2 separate regions of the Pan troglodytes genome follow, and region 1 is linked to region 2. The links are chromatin contacts, called in public HiChIP or PLAC-seq maps. All regions are on one chromosome and are shown on one strand. Each heading gives the region's core, a stretch centred on a gene start, on an enhancer-like site or on the middle of the called end of the contact. The rest is flanking DNA. Distances are from core to core; before and after follow the strand shown.

Region 1 (4,960 bases), core at 1,234-3,733, 330 kb before region 2:
CTTAGAGCCCAGCTTCCTCCCTGTGTTCAAATCCCCAGTGGGAGTGGGCGCCACCACAGTGCGATGATGAGGCGGGTGCTACTTACCTGTTCTGTGATAGGTAAAGAACTGAAGGGCTGACTTTCTTGGATGAATTAGAAAACACTCCAAAGTTTCCCTATAGCACACATCCCTTCCATTCACTTATTTTGCTTTTCTTTCTTGGGAGAAGGAAGAAGAGTTGGTGTTCAAGAAATCCCACAGAACCCTGGGGCTGCCCACGGGAATTTGACTGGTCCTGTGTGTTAAGACAGGAATGTCTGCACTGAGATACTGTGCAGAGTATTAGGAGGTTCAAGAAGCGCTCGGGGAGGCTGAGGTGGGAGGATTGCTTGAGGTCAGGAGTTGAAGACCAGCCTGGGCAACAAAGTGAAACCCCATCTGTATTAGTTCATTGTGCACTGCTATAAAGGAATACCTGTGTTTGGTAATTTATAAAAAAAAAAAACGTTTATGTAGCTCATGGTTTTGCAGGTTGTACAAGAAGCATGGTGCCAGCATCTGCTTCTGGTGAGGCCGCAGGAAGCTTCCCATCATGGTGTAAGGTGAAGGGGGAGCAGGTGTGTTGCGTGGCGAGAGAGCAAGCAAAAAAGGTGCTAGGCTCTTTTTAAACAACCAGCTCTCAAATGAACCAGCAGAGTGAGAACTTACTCATTACTGAGGGGAGGGCACCAAGTCATTCATGAGGGATCTACCCCCATGACCCAATACCTCCTATGGGCCCCATCTCCACCACTGGGGATCACATTTCTTTTTTAAAAAAACTACTTTTTACTTTTATTTAGAGATGGAATCTCACCATGTTGCCCAGGCTGGACTTGAACTCCTGAGCTCAAGTGATCCTCCTGCCTGGGCCTCCCAAAGTGCTGGGATTACACGTGTGGGCTACTCGGGAGGCTGAGGCAGGAGAATCGCTGGAGCCCAGGCAGCAGTGAGCTATGATCCTAACAGTAGGTAGCTCCAAGGGAGCTCCAAGGGATGTGGTAAGAATGTATGAGTGACGCACGTGGAAGAGTGTCTGGGAGAGAGCAGGCAACCTCTACAGAAGTGCAGGTCACTAGGGAGACAGCAGGTACAACACAGCCTTAAAAGCATGGACTCCAGAGTCAGCCACCTGGTTCCCAGCCGCAATCTTAGATGATCTATTTAAACTTTTCCAGCCTATTTCCTCATCTGTACAATAGAGATGATGAAAGTGTCCACCTCACAGTCTTATTGTGGGGATTGCAACACACACGGCATAGAGCACATGGCAGAGTGCACATTTTTAGGAGCTCAATTAGTATTTACTTCAAGACCATAAGTGTCGCTAGAACCCCATCACGTCTGCTATCTGCTTTTCACTTCTACACAGGAATCTTCTTTCTCCCTGTCTTGCTACACAGACCAGTGTGTTCTTTCGTTGTTGTTGTTTGAGATGGAGTCTCGCTCTGTCGCCCAGCCTGGAGTGCAGTGGCGCGATTTCGGCTTACTACTGCCTCTGCCTCCCGGGTTCAAGCGATTCTTCTGCCTCAGGCTCCCCGAGTAGCTGCGACTACCGGCGCGCGCCATCACGCCCGGCTAATATTTTTTGTACTTTTTTAGTAGACACGGGGTTTCACCATGTTGGCCGGGCTGGTCTTGAACTCTTGACCTCAGGGGATCTGCCCGCCTAGGCCTCCCAAAGTGCTGGGATCACAGGCGTGAGGCCCCGCGCCCGGCCTGGTTTCGGGATTTTAAGCTAAATTTCTCTTTGTAAAATCCATTCTAGTTAGTTCATTATGCAAAAGGTACAAGGGTTTATCTTTGCTTTTTTGTACTTGAAATAATTATTTCATCAATTTCTTTCACGCAAACAAGTTCGAGACCTCCCTCAACAGGCCACCTTCCTTGTGAAAAGCTGTTTACAAGATTTCGATTCAAATCTGCCTTTACAGGTCCTTTTTGGGGCTACCCAAGTCTGTCCCTCCGTCGCGTTCTGCGGGAATGAGCTGCACAGCGCTCCGCCCGGGCCCCCTCAAGCCTCACCTCTTGCAGCGCCTTCCAGTTTTGAGAAAAGTCTTCTGGTGCCTTTGGAGGTCGCACCACAGCACCGGGGCCGCTTGCTGGCTTCTTGCTTACTTCCTGCGCCTTGCTTTTCCAAAACCTTTTTTTCTTCTTGTTTTTCTTCCGAGTGAGCGTCTTGACAGGACCCGGCTTAGCCACGGGGCTGCTCGGGGCGCGCTTAGAGGCGGGGACCTTCGCCTTCCCCATCCTGCTGCCGTCCAGCGCCTGGGCCGGCGGCCACCCGAGACCCCGGCCTACCCGGGCCCGGCGCCCTGGCAGCACAAGCGCCTACCCAGGCCAGGCCGAAACACACCCACCGCAGGGACCCCGTCCAGGAAAAGACTCCGGAAGAGACCGCGCACGCGTTCCGCATACCTCAGCGCGCACGCTCCAGTCCCCGGAAGCGCTCGTCTCTCCACAACCGGCTGGAAACCGGATCCCCGCCTCTGGTTCCGCGCAGCCTGGGCGGTTCGCCCGCACGGGACTTGGGCCGCCGCCTTAGCCAGCGGCATCCGGGGTCATCGACCTCGAGTTTGACTGGGGCAAGCCGAGGACCTCCCCAAGATCCGGGATGGGGGATGAGAGATGCGAACGCCGGAAGGGAACTGGGGACCGCTGTGTGTGTAGCACCCGGTGGGGCAGCTGAGCTGGGGGCACTGGGCGGTGGGGCTAGTGAGAGCCGGGCTCGGTCGCTCGCCTGCGTCCTGGACTCTCGAGCCTTTCCCGCCTTGGGCTGCTCCTTGCTCAGCCTCACAGCGGCTCATCTTCCACATACAGTGGGGAAACTGAGGCCCAGGCACCGGGAGGAGTTCCTGCCAGTTCACTCTGTAGCAGGACAAGCCGCAGACAAGAACCCCTCAGACACCGAATTGTAGAAGGAAAGGGCTTTATTTAGTGGTGAGCATCGGCAGACTCACGTCTCCAAAAACCGAGCTCTCTGAGTGAGCAATTCCTGTCCCTTTTAAGGGCTTACAACCCTAAGGGGGTCTGTGTGAGAAGGTCGTGATCGATTGAGCAAGCAGGGGGTACGTGACTGGGGGCTGCATGCACCGGTAATCAGAACGGAACAGAACAGGACAGGGATTTGCACAATGCTTTTCCATACAATGTCTGAAATCTATAGATAACATAACCGGTTAGGTCAAGGATTGATCTTTAACCAGGCCCAGGGCGCGGCGCCGGGCTGTCTGCCTGTGGATTTTATTTCTGCCTTTTAGTTTTTACTTCTTTATGTGGAAGCAGAAATTGGGCATAAGACAATATGAGGGGTGGTCTCCTCCCTTACCTCCGCCTCCTGGGTTCAAGCGATTCTCCTGCCTCAGCCTCCCGAGTAGCTGGGATTATAGGTGCACGCCACCACGCTCTGCCAATTTTTGTATTTTTAGTAGACCTGGGGTTTCGCTATGTCGGCCAGCCTGTCTTGAACTCCTGACCTCCGGTGATCCATCCGCCTCAGCCTCCCAAAGTGCTGGGATTACAGGTGTGAGCCACCGTGCCCGGCCGGGAGTGGGTAGATTTGATGTGCGTGCGTAACAGGCAGAGGTTGATGGAGTAACAGGGAAGTGAGGCTCCTAGGATTTTGGTCTGAGCAACTGGGTGTGGCCATTTATCATCTCAATAAATGTCTGCGGGGAGCAGGGTGAAGTATGGGGGTGGAGCCATGAGCTCTTTTTCACACTTGCTGAGTTTGAATGGGCCGTCAGTCACCAAGGAGAGACGTCTAATCAGCAGCAGGATATAAGATTCCTAAGCTTAGGGAAGGGTCAGTGCTGGAGATGTAATTTGGAAATCGTCAGCACATAATTAGTGTTGAAACATGAACCTGGGTTAGTTCATCCAAAGAGAGAGTACCAATATAGGGAGTGAAGGGTTAAGACCAGATAGCAGGTGCTGGGGGCTCTCCAGGGGCGAAGCAGCAGAGGAGGCTGAGGGGGAGCAGTCAGTGCAGTGGAAGGAGAGGCGGATGTGAGTGGCATTAGAGAATCCAGGGGGAGAATAAACCACATCAGATGCTGCTGAGAGGCTGAGAAGGACAAGGACAGAGAGATGGGAACCAGATATGGCACTGAGATTGTCAGCAAGTCCACCGAAAAGGGTTTTCTTTTTTTTGTTTGTTTTGAGACGGAGTCTTGCTCTGCTGCCCAGGCTGGAGTGCAGTGGCGTGATATCGGCTCACCACAATCTCCACCTGCCGGGTTCAAGCGATTCTCCTGCCTCAGCCTCCTGAGTAGCTGGAACTACAGGTGCACGCCACCATGCCCAGCTAATTTTTTTTTTTTTTTGAAACGAAGTTATGCTCTTGTCGCCCAGGCTGGAGTGCAATGGCGCAATCTCGGCTCACCGCAACCTCTACCTCCCGGGTTCAAGTGATTCTTCTGCCTCAGCCTCCCGAGTAGCTGGGATTACAGGCATGCGCCACCATGCCCGGCTAATTTTGTACTTTTAGTAGAGATGGGGTTTCTCCATGTTGGCCAGGCTGGTATGGATCTCCAGACATCAGGTGATCCTCTCGCCTCAGCCTCCCAAAGTGTTGGGATTACAGGCGTGAGCCACCGCACCTAGCCTAATTTTTGTATTTTTGAAAAGAGACGGGGTTTCACTATGCTGGCCAGGCTGATCTCGAACTCCTGACCTCATGATCCGCGTGCCTCGTGATCCACCTGCCTCGGCCTCCCAAAGTGCTGGGATTAAAGGCGTGAGCCACCACACCTGGCCTGGGTTTTCTTTTTAAAAAAGGAAAAAAACTTTGTTCCAGCAGTTTGTAAACCAGGGCAATGCAGCCTTCTGTACAAAGGTGCATTCCAGGGAACAAAGAGAACAAAGAAAGAGGTCATCTTTTGTAGAGAACTTCCTGCCCAGGTTCCCACTTTGGTCCTCTTATGCAAATGAGGAAGGC
Region 2 (5,106 bases), core at 2,447-4,946:
CTCTCTCTCCCAGGGTGCATCCGCACCTAACTTTCAAAATGTTCTTTTTCCTTTGCAATAAATTGCTCTATGTTGCAGCTCTTTTGCTGTGTGTCTCATGTTTAAATTCTGTTTTGTTGTTGTTTTTTGTTTTTTGTTTTTTGTTTTGAGAAAGAGTCCCACTCTGTCATCCAGGCTGGAGTGCAGTGGCATGATCTCGGCTCACTGCAACCTCTGCCTCCTGGGTTCAAGCGATTCTCCCACCTCAGCCTCTCGAGTAGCTGGGATTATAAGTGCATGCCACCATGCCTGGCTAATTTTTGTATCTTTAGTAGAGACAGGGTTTCACCACGTTGGCCAGGCTGGTCTCCAACTCCTGACCTCAGGTGATCTGCGTGCCTCGGCCTCCCAAAGTGCTGGGATTACAGGCATGAGCCACTGTGCCCGGCCTAAATTCTTTAAACTAAGAAGTTAAGAACGGAGGTCCCACAACAGCCCTCAATGGAGGGGTGGGCTGGTGTCCTGCCCAGTGTGGACCTCCACTGCCCTTTTCTGGGATCTGCAGGAAAAGTGAAAGGGATGTGGCTGTGATCCAAGATGTGAAGTGCTGTGCCACCTACGTCAGTATGAATGACTGATATAATTAGCTAAGAAAGTCAGCCTCCTTTTTCAAGAGTGGACCATAGCTATGCACGTTCGTTCACTCTCATTGAATACCTATAGACACATGATAACGTCTCTACTTCACAGCGGGGGAGTCTGACACACGGAGAGGCTCCCTGAGGTGACCAGGTCAGAGGGCCTCCATGTGGCCATGCCGGGGACTCTCTCCTGCCCCCTCTTCTGACCATCCCAGGGGGACTCAGGACCCACTGCCACACTCTGTCCCACCTGAACTGTGGGCACTGCCCAAGCCCTGACGAAGCGCAGAACCCTGTCCTAGGCACAGTGGGGGATGTGAGGGGGATCCCAGCTCTCAGGCTGGTCAGGGCTGCCCCCCATCTCCTGCCCCAGTGCCCATCCCAAGGGAGGGGGCAGGGAGTCTGATTGCAGCGGCGTAGGGGAGTGAGGAGGTGTTGGAGCTTGTCCTCAGCCTCTCAGCCCTCAGTGTGTCAGCCCGCCTGGCTCCTGCCTGCAGAGGTGGCCCCGGACAAGGAGGTATGCCTCCTGCATGTGTCTGTACATACCTTCAGTCCTTGAAGGTCCACAGTCTTCCAGGAGCCCCCAGAATTGGTGCCCTACCAGGGGAAAGCCAGCTTGAGTGGCACCAAGGAAGGCCCTCCAAGGCTGAACACCCCCGCCCCACCCCCCACCCCCCACCACGGTGCCGCATGGCACAGCACACCTGGTCAGCTCTGGGCAAAAGCCTCCCTCCTCCTTCCGACTGTGCCCAAAAAGCGACAGCTGCTGGTGCCGGAGGCTGCCACGTGCCCCTTCACCACCTGCCTGGTCAGTCAGGGCTCTTCTGACTGTCAGACTGGGGGCTGGCAGCGGCCCCAGTGGGGACAGCCCAGAGCCCCTCCTGCCTGCCACCTCCCTGGAAACAGCTGCCTCCACATTAACCCACTCTCTTGCCACCTCCAACTCTGTCTCGTACCTGAGTCAGCTTCCCAGGAGTGAGGGCTGAGGACAGCCCTGGGCTTGGGATCAGACAGATGGGTGGGGGTTTTGTCACAGGACTGGGGCCTTGAGCAACAACTTAACCTCACTGCAAAGCAGAGGACCCAGGAACCCCCTCCTCCTCCCAGGCTCAGGGGGTGGCGGGGGTCAAGCGAGGAGAGCGCCTGGCACCTTCGCCTGGTGGGGGAAGGCAGACTGTTGTGGGGAGGAGCGGCGGGGGGCGGGGAGGCAGCTGCCCATATGGTGAACCCTGGTCCTGCTCATGCAGCTGGATGGTTCCTGCAGCCAGAGGCAGAGGGAGATCCCAGCCAGATCCGACCAGGCCCAGCCCCGCCCACATAGGGGAGGCCCCAGCCTCGTCCCTCCCTGGGGGTGTACCTCCAAGTACCTCTTGTCAGCTGCAGTGCCCCTCGGCCCTAAGAGTGCTTGGCCCAGCAGAGGTGCCTTCACCTTCTTGCTTCCCAAGCAGTGGCCTGGCCGGAACTCCAGGCCTCCCCCGCCCCCCACCCTCGCTGCCAGCCCCATGTCGCCGCCCAGGATCTGGGCGGAGCGTACCGCCCACCACCGCAGCTTCTTGGCCAGCTTAGTCGGGGCTTCTAGGCCAGCCCTGTGGGCAGCTCCCTCTGAGGGCGGCAGAGCAGGGTTGTGAACCCCATGCCCCATTACCCGTAGGCGACCTGGCAGTCACCCTCCCGCTCCAACCCTCATTTCCTCGTCTCTGAAACAGGCGCCTCAGGGTTGCTGCAGTGGACCCAGGCACCACCTGCCTGCTGGAGCCTGCCTGAGCTCCCCACACCCAAAAGGAGCTATGCACAGGCAGGGTGGGCAGGAAAGGTGGGGTCGGCAGCAGCTTGGGCCAGGGGCCTGTCCACTGCAGGGAGGCTCCTTTGGTGAGGTCATCTCAGCACATGCCCCAGTTTGCTCACCCCCAGGGACAGGATGCTCACTGCCTTCAGAGGCGAGAAGGCCTGGGTCAGCTTCCCAGGGACAGGGTCTCCTGGTCTGTCTGCGTCCTGCTTTCCCGAGCTCCCAGACCCCTCTGGTGTTTGGGGAGACGCCCCCAAGCCACTGGCTACTGCACAGCACGTAGCCCCCAGGGCAGGGATTCCAGCCTCCATTGACTGTTGGGGACAGCAGTGCCCAGGGAGGGGGCCACACAGCAAGCTGGTGGAGGAGGCAGACCGGACGCTGCAGCCTGACTCTGGGCTGGGGCAAGTTACCCATTCCCAGACAGAAGTAGACACCCAGAGGAGGGGTGTGAAGGAAACCCAGAAAGAATACACCTCTGGATGCCCAAAGAATCAGAACAGGTGCTGATGGAAAGTCACATCTCCTCCTCGCGCTGGATCAAAGACGGGGCATTTCAATGGCAGTCTGTTAATATCGTAATGATGCCAGCTGCCAATACCGGAAGCGATCGTATAGTAAACTGCTGTAATTAATACCAATCAAATCATTGTGTTCTTATTCACACCGAGGATGTCCGACTGTCTTGTTGCCAGCTTGTCTATCCTCTACATTTACTGAATGCCCAATGTATACAAAGCACTGCTGGGAAACCTATAGTGACATCTAAGACCCAGCCCCTGCCCTCGAGGGGCTTAGGGTCCACGAAGCAGACAGATCCAGGGAGAGACACGACACCACGAGGCTGGCTTCTTTCCAGCAGGGAATCCAGGAGGACCTCTTAGAGGAGGGGGCCTGGGCTCTGGGCCTGACCACGTGCTGACACCATTCTCAGTCCCTGCCTCAAAGGCAAAGGGCCCACTGGCTTAGGCCCCTGGCTGCCTAGTGGAAAGCTGGCCCCGCCAGTTTGAGGCTTACCTGGGGTGGTGTGGGGGTCCTGGGGCAGAGGATCTCCTCTTTGGATGGCGTGGCTTGCTCAGCGGCCTGAGCTAGGGCTGTGCTCACCCAACAGGGTGACGAACGAGCTCAAGAGGGCAAGGAAGGAGTGTGGCCCAAGTTCTCCCAGGAGTCCTGGACGTGCAGGTGCATGGGAGAAAAACGCAGCAGTCGCCACAGCTCCAGGGCAGTGGCCGGGTAGCCCACACTTCTCCTGTCCCTGCACTCAAAGACAAGTTGCAACTGTTGCAAAACTGTTACAAGCCAAGAGGGCAGCACAATGAACCTGCACTTTGGACAAGGGGTGGTGGCTGGGGGCCGCTCCCGGCCTGTTAGCTGTCTGTCAGTATCGTAGGATTTTCATCCGGCAGGGCCTGTTAGCACCCAGCTCCGGTCTGGGAGAGGTGGAAAGGCTGTCTCCCCCCAGGGACTAGTAGTCACAGCTCTGGAGAGGCCAGACAGGAGGAGGCCAAGACAGGGTCCTGTACGATCTTGGGCTGGTCTTATCACCTCTCCCTTTGCTGAGACTTAGTTTTCCCATCTTGGAACAGGAGGCTGGAAGCCCTGCCATGTCAGTTTCACAGAAGCCTTGTAAATTTCCCTGAGTAAACTTCCTTCAGTCCTGCTCTAGATCACACCAACAGAGGGGCTGCCACCTCAAAGAAGTCACCCCACCAGGGATGAAGTCCACTTGATCACAGTGCATGATCTTTGTAATGTGCTGTTGAATTTGGTTTGCTAATATTTTGGTGAGGATTTTTGCATCTCTGTTCATCAAGGATATTGGCCTATAATTTTCTTTTCTTGTAATGTCCTTGTCTGGCTTTGGTATCAGGGTAATTCTGGCCTCATAAAATGAGTTTGGAAGGTTCCTTCCTCTTGAATTTTTTGGAAGAGTTTGAGAAGAATCAGCATTAATTCTTTCTTAAATGTTTGGCAGAATTCACCAGCGAAGGCATCAGATATCCTGGGCTATTTTTTGTTGGGAGGTGTTTGATCACTGATTCAATCTCCTTACTCATTATTGGTCTGTTCAGATTTTCTAGTTTTTTGTTTGTTTTGTTTTTGTGTGTTTGTTTTTTTGAAGTGGAGTCTTGCTCCCGTCACGCAGGCTGGAGTGCAGTGGCACGATCTCAGCTCACTGCAACCTCCACCTCCCGAGTTCAATTGATTCTCCTTCCTCAGCCTCCTGAGTAGCTGGGATTATAGCCTGCACTACCACGCCCGGCTAATTTTTGTATTTTTAGTAGAGACGGGGTTTCACCATGTTGGCCAGGCTGGTCTCCTGACCTCAGGTGATCCACCCGCCTTGGCCTCCCAAAGTGCTAGGATTACAGACGTGAGCCACCACGCCCTGGCCGATTTTCTAGTTTTTTTTGGGGATTCAGTCTTGGTCGGCTGTCTGCTTCTAGCAATTTATTCATTTCTAGGTTATCCAATTTGTTGGCATAGTTGTCTATCATTTCTTTGGTATCAATTGTAATCTTTCCTCTTTCATTTATAATTTTATTATTTATTTGAGTCTTTTTTTATTTTAGTCTAGCCTAAGATTTGTGGGTTTTGTTAACCTTTTCAAAAAAACTCAACTCTTAGTTTTGTTGATCCTGTCTATTGTTTCTTAAGTCTGTATTTCATTTATTTCTGCTCTGATCTTTCTTTCTTTCC

Evidence for each region. HiChIP or PLAC-seq counts read pairs in DNA pulled down with a chosen protein or histone mark.
Region 1: a contact with region 2 is called in an H3K4me3 HiChIP or PLAC-seq map of stem cell-derived excitatory neurons, with 2.7 times the contacts expected there. The contact joins the promoter of REXO4 here to the promoter of SARDH in region 2. A contact is called at or near these places in 1 of 7 Hi-C or Micro-C datasets (stem cell-derived neural progenitor cells) and 1 of 1 datasets of contacts at active chromatin or transcription factors (stem cell-derived excitatory neurons).

Annotation. Positions count from the first base shown.
Region 1 is chr11:4,983,700-4,988,659 of NHGRI_mPanTro3-v2.0_pri, reverse strand. It overlaps REXO4 (REX4 homolog, 3'-5' exonuclease), which reads right to left and starts at 2,483. Exons shown (of 8, transcript XM_016961996.4): 1 at 2,047-2,483. The coding sequence starts at 2,271. ADAMTS13 (ADAM metallopeptidase with thrombospondin type 1 motif 13) reads left to right here and starts at 2,700. Exons shown (of 29, transcript XM_054658475.2): 1 at 2,700-2,961.
Region 2 is chr11:4,659,720-4,664,825 of NHGRI_mPanTro3-v2.0_pri, reverse strand. SARDH (sarcosine dehydrogenase) reads right to left here and starts at 3,696. Exons shown (of 22, transcript XM_016962022.4): 1 at 3,424-3,696; 2 at 1,167-1,217.